Linked DNA regions of Mus musculus: region 1 is linked to region 2. The links are chromatin contacts, called in public HiChIP or PLAC-seq maps. All regions are on one chromosome and are shown on one strand. The core of a region is the stretch at or near the end of the contact, and the rest is flanking DNA. Distances in the headings are between cores, read along the strand shown. Region 1 holds the start of Slc2a3 (solute carrier family 2 (facilitated glucose transporter), member 3). Region 2 holds the start of Gdf3 (growth differentiation factor 3).

Region 1 (4,901 bases), core at 1,553-4,052, 130 kb after region 2:
TAGGTCTTCTAACCGCTCTTCCAAAGTGTAGTTAAGAAAGTCCTTTAGGATCTGCACGAAAAAATGCACAGTGTGAGGACAGACCATTAAATCTCGATGAGAGTAGTAGGCAAATCCTAGGGTGGCTTCCTTAGAGGCCAGGATCAGGAGGGAGGAAAGGCACGTGCTTTGAAAAGGGCATCACCCTAAACGTCCAGTAGGTGGCAGCACAGATGTTCAAAGGGGCACCCCACCCAGTCACGACTTCCCACGTTCTTAGGAATCCCTAAAGAATAATATAGGAAAAGGATCACAACTCGGTGAGGGGGCAGAGCCTGAGGAGCAAAGAGCTTGCCTTAGCTTCTTCCACAGTGTGCTAGCCCTCCCCCACCTTAGCCAGGCATCTTAAAGTCCCAGTCCTACTTAAAACTCAGTTTGCAATCCCTTTTCATTTCGGCACACTCACTGTCTCAGGTGCATTGATGACTCCAGTGTTGTAGCCAAACTGGAAAGAGCCGATCGTGGCAACAGTCACGGCGAACACCAGAGATGGGGTCACCTGGAGAGCAAGCAGACAAGGGGAAATGCTTACACACTTTGACCAGTGACATTCTTTCCCTTCCCAAGGATGCCTGCTTGGAGTCCATCTTAAGGCATTTCTCCTGCCTTTGCTTAGAATGCCAGGATTTCAGGCGCATTTGGAGAGAAAGACCTAAAAAGGAATTTAAGTCAATTCTCTTGGCCTCATCTACATAGCTAGTACCAGGCCAGCCAGGCTACACAGTGAGACCCTGTCTCAAAAAACAAAAACAAAAAAAAAAAAAAACCGAAAAGCAAAAACAAGACCATTTCACCAGCCGGACTAGGGTGGTGAACAACTGTAATCCTAGAACCCTAGGATCCTGAGTTCAAAGTCCGCCTGAACTAAATTTCTCAAAAAGAAAAGGCAACCAAAAACGTCACCAGATAGACACAGGTATCTGACTGCCCTAGGGAACGGTGAATGCAGGGTTGTGGAATACTATCGGTGAGTTCATGGCTAGTCCAGGCTTACAGTGAGATCTTGTCTCAAAACATAAAACATAACAGACCCAAACCCCTCAAAGCATAGAGGGCAGAACCAGACTCCATGTGGGTCCACCACGCCTCACAGACTGTAGAGGCCAGAACAGGAGCAGGAAGGAGCAGCCACACCAGCATGGTAGATGGCAGGTGACCCCCTTCTCCCCCCGCACCACCCCCCCCCCGACCCCCAAGCACCGGAACTAACCGTGTGAATTCCTTTTTCTCCTCTCCCACCACCTGTTTCTCTCTCATCTCCTCTTCCTCTCTTTGAGAGGAGGTCCCACGCTCTGTACTCCAAGCTAACCTCAAGTCAGCTCCTCACTTCTCCTGCTTCAGCCTCTCAGGTTTGGAGTCACAGGTGCGAGGTGCTATGCTCAGATTTTTATTTTTCTTATCTCTAGACTACCCAACCCACCAGCAACATCCTGGGCCCTCTTGAGAGTCTTCCTGTTCTCTAAATATGGTACCATTCTCCGCCCAGCTGGCCAGAGCCTCTGCTCATTTTAAACACATTATTAGGAGCCATTTTTAGCAAGGGGGGATCAGGCAGACATCTCCTCACCTTGCTGGGAAATCACTCAAGCAGGCAGGGACATCTCAAAACTGGAGTCTGAGGCCGACCTATTTGGCCTGCTACAACCTCTTCACCTGTCCTTAAGTTCCTCTTAAGGTCACTCCCGGTGGCAGGCTGGGAGCGTCTAGCAGCGAGCTGACCTTCCCGGCAGCCTCCCAGTCTCTCGGTGGTTAAGTGCTGTCCCTTCCAGGCGAAGGCCCTTTCCTTGTTGTAAAACCCTCTTTACAGACATCCCCTCTTTTATCCTGATTTTTTTTTCACGGTCTCTTAATTTACTTAATTTCCAAGTTAATCTTCGTGGAAATGCCCTTTTCCTTACAAATACTGCCTTCCTCCCTCCGCCCACACTAACTCCGATACATCCTGCACTCACAACCATAGTAAGGACAACTGGACTTCCCTCCCCACAGTACCGGGAACCCAAGGACCGATAGCGGGATGCTGAACAGCAAACCCAAGCCAACCCCACGTCCTCTCAAGGTCTAAGCCTTTCCCAAGCCTTCCAGCTGGCTCCGAGACCCCCGCGGCCAAGTCCTACCCTCTTCGCTCTCATCACAGCTACCTCAAACACACCCGAGAGGCAAACAGCTTCTGAGGTGACTTTCACGTGCTAAGAAGGTGTCCGAGAGGATCCTCGTCAGGTAGGAGATGCCTAGAACGCTAACACTAGTATCGAATTGCTTGCTGGAGCTGATAAGAAAAGGCCTCCGTCCGGATGGCTCGGTGACTTAGGAGAAACCGGAGCACGGCGATCCGCACCACGACCTACCTCCGTGAGGACCCCAAACAAGCAAATAAAAACAACCAGCTCTTACCTTCGTTGTCCCCATGGTCCCAACCTAGTTCTCAAGTCTTAAGGTAGATCTAGAGGTATCCAGCCAATGTTCTCGGCAGCAAGTGTTCCTCGGGTCCTACAGAAGCCGCTCTCAGAAGGCTTAAGGACTATCACCGAAAGCATCACAGCCCGAAGCCCAGCCTACCTATTTATAATCTCTGCAAGGGGTGGAGCCTTCAACCTCCCACCCCCCAATCCTTAACCTGTGACCCCAGGAATTCAGTGACCTCTTATCTGATCTTCACCGCTCCACCCCCAGCCCCTGTCCTTTGCAATCAACCACCATCACCCACCCCCTCCTGCTTTTTACCACATCCTCCTCGTGGTTCTTTTTTTTTTCCCCTCAAAGCGCTTCCAAATTCCTTCCCCTTTTCAAGAGCCGACAGCCTTTTTGTTTCACAGAAAAAAATACTAAAACAAAGTTTGGAGGGCGGGCAAATTTGAAGGCAGTCGGGATGGAATCAGTCTAAACGCAGAGTAGAGTCAGTGCTGCTTTTAGTTGAAAGTCATCCAAGGAGCAGGAAGCAGAGAATTGATAATGCGTTTTCATTATAGGCTGGGTGTACTCGCCTTGAAGGAGGGAAAGGCGAGGCAGTCCAAGAAAACGCATCCAGGTGTGAAGGCAGCCTTCTTGACTTGAGGCTCCAAGAAGGATCAAGTGAAGTACACAGCCCCAATTCCTCACCACAGCATACGCCACCCCACCCATTGTGAATTCTGCCTCTCTCAGCTCTGTTTTGAGATTAACAGCATCTAGAAACACAACAAATATCTAATTCAACTTACAGATTTTTGCTGAGTGCATAGCTCTCAAGCGGGAAGAAAAAATTAAGAGCTGGGGTGGAGGTGTCTCGCAGTGGTATAGCACTTGCCGCGGCTCTAGGTTAAACCCCCAGAACAATCAGTCTAGGGTAACTGATTCTCATATAAGAAACGTTTGCTAACATACTATTACCTAGGGATTGTGTGTCTCTCGAAAGACAAACTTGAGACAAGTACTTCACTACCACACTGAAAGAAACCTAAAAAGTTGGGTACGCGAAAGGAGAGCTTACAGAGAGGCCTGCGATGGCCTGCAGGAGGCAGGCACATTTCAGGTGAGCTCCAGAGTGAAGCAGCTGAGCACGTGATAAACGTGTGACACTGAGGCTCTAGGCTCTGACTCCCGGTGCGGGGGAGGGAAGGCGACCCCTCCCCTGAAGAGTGATTTGGTATAGGCTCGAGGAAGGAAAGGCATCTTCAGTCCCTAGCTTTCTGGGCAGAGATCTAGACTGATGGACTGAACTGAAGCAAACCTGGTCCCTTTCTCCTTAAAGGAGGGTCTTTGCCAAATCGGATGCTTGCTGAGAAAACTGAGGTGGAGTGAACCGGACCGCGCAAGAAAATCATCCCCGAGGTTGCACCCCCTTGCTCTCGTCATTTTTCTTTCCTAGAAGCACTGAGTCGGAAGCGCCGTTTAATTACCACAGCAACTGAATCTAGCAGCTAAAGAAATAGTAAAGCCCAAAGGCCAGTGCCTGCCAGTAGAAAGAGAATCCAAGCCACTTGGTGCAACATTCCATTTTCCTGTAGCCACATTAGAAATAATGAAGGTTGTCAAGATGGCTTAGCAGGTAAAGGCACTTGCTGCCAAGTCTGGAGACCTGAGTTTCATCCCCACGACCCACACATGGTGTCAGGAGAAAACCAAGTCCACAAAGTTGTCCTCTTTTTGTTGTTTTGTTTTGTTTTGTTTTGGAAACAGGGTTTCTCTGTGTGGCCCTGGCTATACTCGAACTTGCTTTGTAGACCAGGTTCCCTTCCAGCCTTCCAGGTGCTGTACAACACTTGGTGCACAGACATACACGTAGGCAAAACACCCATAATGCATAAAATATAAAGGTGTTTTTCTTTTTTTCTTTTCCTTTTCTTTTTTTCTTTAAGGCACTCGGGAGGGTGGAAGTGGGCTAGTGATCTGGGAAAGACAGATGCTCCAAAGCCTAAGATTAGCTCTGAAACAGAGAAAATTATGCTTGCAGCAATGTATGTTTTTTAAAGATTACAGCTGGAATTTAGCTGAATTCCCAAGAATCTAAAAAGTGCTAAACAAATTGAGACAAATGCTCTTCAAAGCAGAAGCTCGTCTGATGCTTAAGCCACAAGGCCTCATGCTACTGTGGGCTTAGCAGCAGAGTCCAAGACAGACAGTCCTCATCTCGAGCAACACAGACCAGCTGCTGACTAGCTGTTAGAGATTGCCTGGGGTCCTCAGTGCACTGTGGGAGTGCATGTGAAGGGTTCCCTGGGGAACTCGGTACATTGTAGGAATTCCTGTGCCGGGTTCCCTGGGGTCCTCAGTGCTCTGTGGGAGTGGTTGCCAATTGACCGAAAAGTCCAAGTCCCAGTGAGGGTGACCAACCTTGAGGGACAAAGCACTCAACAGCCTCATGGCTGAGATGCAGTAACAAC
Region 2 (5,014 bases), core at 1,748-4,247:
AGACAGGAGCCATCTTGGAAAGGTTTCTGTGTATTAAGGAAAAAACCTAGAAGCAAAAAGAAATATTTGAGAGCCATTGCAACCATTTTTACTTTGGACCACATGTGCTCATGCATAAATGCGCAGGACCCCGAGCTCCAGTCAAACACTCCCTTCTGGGGGGGACTATTCCCCAATTCTCCTTATTCAAGTCCAGATGTGTGCTACTCCTCAGGAGTTGTCTACCTTGGTTTTCTTACATCAGGTCTCATTGACCTGGGGTTCACCAATTTGGCTAGACTGGCTGGCCAGTGAACCCCAGGGACCTGCCTGTCTGTGCCCCCAGAATGCTGGGGTTACAGAAGGACATGTAGTACCAGGCCGCTGAACTTCATGCTTGTAAACAAGTCAATCACTACACTAAGCCATTGCCCCACACCCAAGTTTTTGGTTTATTTATTTATCTTATTTGTTTGTTTATTTATTTATTTATTTTTGGAGGGGCTGAGTTTGTGGTTTTTTTGTTTTTTAAAAGACAAGGTCTCTTGTAACCAAGGCTAGCCATTATATAGCAAAGAATGGCTGTAAACTTCTAATCCCCCTGCCTCTACTTTCAAAGTTCTGAGACAGCAAATCTATTTCTATACATCTGGTTTATACTATGCGGGAGCTCAAACCCAGAACTTCAGGGGCACTAGGCAATCCCCAGCACCTCCCATCACACCCACGAGCGCACGCGCGCATACACGTACACGTATACACACACACACACACACACACACACACACACACACACACACACACACACCTCCTAAGTAGCCTCCCTCATACCTCCAGCTCTGCCTCCGCCCCCACACCCCGCCCCATGACTTTGATACCCTTTTATTACAAGGAACAACCGCCACGTGGGAGGGTCAGCATCAGCTTCCTCTTCAAACCAATCTTGGACTTTTCCTTCTTATTAACTAATTCTCTTCTAAAAACTCTTTCCCCACCCCCTTCCCCAAGACAGGGTTTCTCTGTCTAGCCTTGGCTATAGACCAGGCTGGCTTTGAATTCGGAGATCCATGCAGTGTTTTTCTTTGGGGGGAGGGGGTGGGGGAGGGGTGCTGGTTTTCCGAGACAGAGTTTCTCTGTGTAACAGCCCTGGCTGTCCTGGTACTTGGGCTGTAGACCAGGCTAGCCGCGAAGAGATCCACCTGCCTCTGCCTCCGGAGTGCTGAGATTAAACGCGTGCACCACGGCCAGCTGAAACTCTGAAACAGAGTAGACTTTTAATAATATATGCACTCTCAAGGCCATTTCCAGTCTAACTCCCAGTAAGTATACATTAAGGGCTTCAGGGACAAATCCTTTATTCATCTTCGTTTTATAATCTCAACCCTTGGGAAACTGCAGCAGGGGGATTGCTGTAAAACTTGTGGCCAGTCTGAGCTGCAAGAAAGAGCTGCAGACCAGGATAGTGTCTCAAAACAAAATCCACCCAAGCCAGGAAAAAAACAGTTACCAGAAAGACTACGCATCTGAATGCCAATGCAGGAATGTGGACTCTCCCAAGAGGCTCCAACTTTGAATAAGAATCAAGTAGGGAAAGAAAGGACCGCAGCCTAAGGCTAGAAGAAACTACTTTTCAAACATCAAACGGGTGGCTTGTGCAATTTGGTGGTCAGTTTAAAAAGCTATGGGATGGCAGTCCCTCAGAATTTTATAAGAGTGTAACTGTGCCTTAGATTAACACCATTGGTCTGTATTTTTAAAAAGTCAAGTCACGCATGATGGCGCCTGCCTTTAATCCCAGCACCTGGGAAGCAGAGGTAGGGGGTGTCTCTTGAATCCAAGGCCATGCTGGTCTAGAAAGAGACCCCCAGGGCAGGCAGGGCTACACAGAGAAACCCTGTGTTGAAGAAACAAACAAAATGAAATAAAATAATTAATAAAATATAAATAGATAAAATCAAGAGATGTGCTGGCTTTTAATCCTAGCACTCAGTACTTGGAAGCAGAGGCAGGTGGCTCTTGCTCTAAGGTATACATAGCAAGTTCCAGGACAGCCAGGGCTACACAAAGAGACGTGCTTTTGCATCTAACAAAAGTAACACAGAGGGGATAGAAAGAAAGATGGCTGCATGCTTAAGAGGACCGGAGCTCATTTCGCAGCAGCCATGCGGTTGGGCAGCTCACAACCTCCTGTAACTTCTGCTCCAGGGGATCTGACACCTCTGAACTCTTAGGATAGGCATGCACAAAAACATATTAAAAACAGGGAGAGAGTAAGCAGGAGAAAAGAGAAGGGAGGTGGTGGGGAACCGCTGACTTTTAAAACCTACCTTGAATTCGGTCTCACCCAAGGTGTGACATTGTCTAGCTCTCGGAATGCTGACCTATAGTCTAAACCCACTCTCTGTTAACTGTAAATTAAATTCTGCTAAACCGGCACCGCGGTAGTTAGACTAGCGTGGAGAGGTGATAAGAACACGTGCCTTCCTCTGGGCTGATCTTGGAACCAAGACAGAATGTGCAAGATCCAAGGCCAGACTCCGGCCAGCCATGGTGTCCATCTGTATCCTCCTCCCTGCTCCACAGCACCCACTTGAGATTTTTCTCTGATAAACCCTCGGGTTCCTTACCCTGGTCTGGGAGAAGCTGAAGCAGGTTCCCACGAACACCCAGCTCCTTCACGTAGCATAAGTCCTGCGAGGCCCCACTGGCTGCAGCGGCTTCTCGAGCCCGGATGATTTTCCTTAAGACGCGAGGCACAGGTTGGAACCTGTGAGGTGAAGGCGCTTTCTCTAATCCCAGAAACTGCAAAAGGTCAGAGTCTTGAAACTCGGATGTCTGGCCCCAGGGCAGGGTTAACAGAAGGAAGCCAAGCGCCAGAAGCCGTTGATAAGGCTGCATGGTCGTCTGAGCCAGGGTAGAGCAGCCTCTGGGGTGCGCAGCTCAGCGGTCTAGCCTCCTCTGCTCAATTCAGGAGCCTGGGAGCTAATCAAGTGTGAATTGCTCTCTTCTCAGCCCCTCAGAGGCAATTCAATGTGAAAAGACAGATGGTGTGTGTGTGTGTGTGTGTGTGTGTGTTTTCTCCTTCTACTCCCCGCGGGTTGGTCAGCAGTGTACAGCGTGAGTGAAAAGGAAGACACACTCATTCAACACACAGACATTAGTGTGTCTGTGATATGCAAGGCAATAAGATAACTTCTGGGAGCACAGTAGAGAATAATTTATTATATGTGTAATTTTGAGAGGGGGTCTCTTGTGTCCTAGATTGACCTTCAACTTGTTTCTCTTTTAACAAGATATTTGTTTGTTTGTTTGTTTGTTTGTTTGTTTATTATGCCTGTGAGTGGGTTATGCATGCCACAGTACAGGGGCGGAGCTCCCAGGTCAATTTGCAGGAGTTGGTCTCGTCTTCCGAATGGGTCCCAGGAATTGAACTCAGATTATCAGGCTTGGTGGCAAGCACCTTTACCCACTGGGGCACCTTGCTGGCCCAAGTTTGAACTTCTAATCTAGTCTACCTATCGCTCCCAATGAGATTGGATGAGATGCATGGTATGGAACTCTGGGCTGAAAACACGCTAGGCAAGCACTCTGGTCACTCCTAGCCCTGTAATCAATCAATCTCTCAATCTCTCTCTCTCTCTCTCTCTCTCTCTCTCTCTCTCTCGATTGCTTTCTTCCTTCCCTTCCCTTCCCTTCCCTTCCCTTCCCTTCCCTTCCCTTCCCTTCCCTTCCCTTCCCTTCCCTCCTTCCTTCCTTCCTTCCTTCCTTCCTTCCTTCCAGAAATGGTGTCTTGCAGGAACTAATTACAAACCTCTTATCCCTGTACTCAGGAAGCAGAGATAGAAGAATAAAAATATAATACCAACTTCAATCATATAGCAAGTTTGAAGCTAGCTTGAGCTACATTGAGACCTAACTTAGAGTGGGGGTGGGGTTGCTATCTTTCCCAGGGGAGTCAGAATCCTGGGTTTAGGTAGTCCTTCCACACTGTCCAGAAAACTGTGACTGAGCTGTCAGTGTGCTGCCACGCCCAGTTCACTATGATTCTCTTAGTTTGGGATGCAGAGAGGACTCAGTGGTTAAAAGCACTTGCTGCTCTTCCAGAGGAGCCAAATTTGGTTCCTAGAGCCCATATCTGGCAGCTTATAGCTGTCTTCAGGGGATTGAACGCATCTGGCCTCACTCAGCAGGCACCTGCACACATGTGCACATACCCATATGCAGGCACACAACCTATGCAAAATTAAAAACAATAAAAATACATTTTTATAATTTTATACTTCATAGTCTAAGTACAAAAACACTAACTGGCAGTGTAGCTCAGTGGTGGATACTCAAGATCCTGGGTAACACTGTAAAAAAAAAAAAATCCCAACATAAAAAAAAAAAGATGTTTTTAACCAGGCCTAGTGATTACAGTCCAACAATCCCAGCTGCTTAGGAGGCGGACACAGGTTAAGAACCTCAAAGCCTCTGAAGTTCCTGGCTGCCTAGGCTGCAAAATGAGACCCTGTCTCAACCGACCCAACAAAAAAGCCTACATTCCTCTTCTAGATTTCAGTGTCTAACCAAATTCTTCTTGACTAGGATCTCAGTCCTGGGGTGAGCTCTGGTCCCATCCGGTATCACCTGGGCAGCATCAAATTCTTCATTTCCTCTCACTGAATGTTGTCTCAACTAAAGCTAGAACCAACAAATTTGCTTCAGGAACGGGTTGAGGGACCCAGTCGGAAGTCCGCAGGTTGGGACTCACACTGCCCAAAGGAGCTTTGTGTGGAAAAGCACAGAATTGTCGACAGGGTGAAAGGGGGGTGTGGCCCCAGCATAGGCAGGCAAGTCGTGAGTTCAAGGCTATCCTCTGCTACCTAGCAAGTTCCAGGCCATGGAACTCTGTCTCTACACAGCAAAACATACACTTAAGGCTGTTGCTGCTGCTTTGGTTGGTTGGTTGGTTGGGCTTTTTGTTTGTTTGGTTTCAAAACAGGGTTTCTCTGTAACAGCCCTGACTGTCCTAGAACTCACTTTGTAGACCAGG

What was found. HiChIP or PLAC-seq counts read pairs in DNA pulled down with a chosen protein or histone mark.
Region 1: a contact with region 2 is called in an H3K27ac HiChIP or PLAC-seq map of embryonic stem cells, with 16 read pairs. The contact joins the promoter of Slc2a3 here to the promoter of Gdf3 in region 2. A contact is called at or near these places in 6 of 484 Hi-C or Micro-C datasets (B cells, CD8 T cells, the G1E-ER4 cell line and 3 more), 11 of 115 datasets of contacts at active chromatin or transcription factors (the 230-238 cell line, the SCID.adh cell line, effector CD8 T cells and 5 more) and 3 of 9 other capture datasets (adipose tissue, liver and pancreatic islet).

Annotation. Positions count from the first base shown.
Region 1 is chr6:122,739,943-122,744,843 of GRCm38.p6, forward strand. Slc2a3 (solute carrier family 2 (facilitated glucose transporter), member 3) reads right to left here and starts at 2,803. Exons shown (of 10, transcript NM_011401.4): 1 at 2,434-2,803; 2 at 446-538; 3 at 1-51. The coding sequence starts at 2,448.
Region 2 is chr6:122,607,090-122,612,103 of GRCm38.p6, forward strand. It overlaps Gdf3 (growth differentiation factor 3), which reads right to left and starts at 2,998. Exons shown (of 2, transcript NM_008108.5): 1 at 2,607-2,998; 2 at 1-46. The coding sequence starts at 2,877.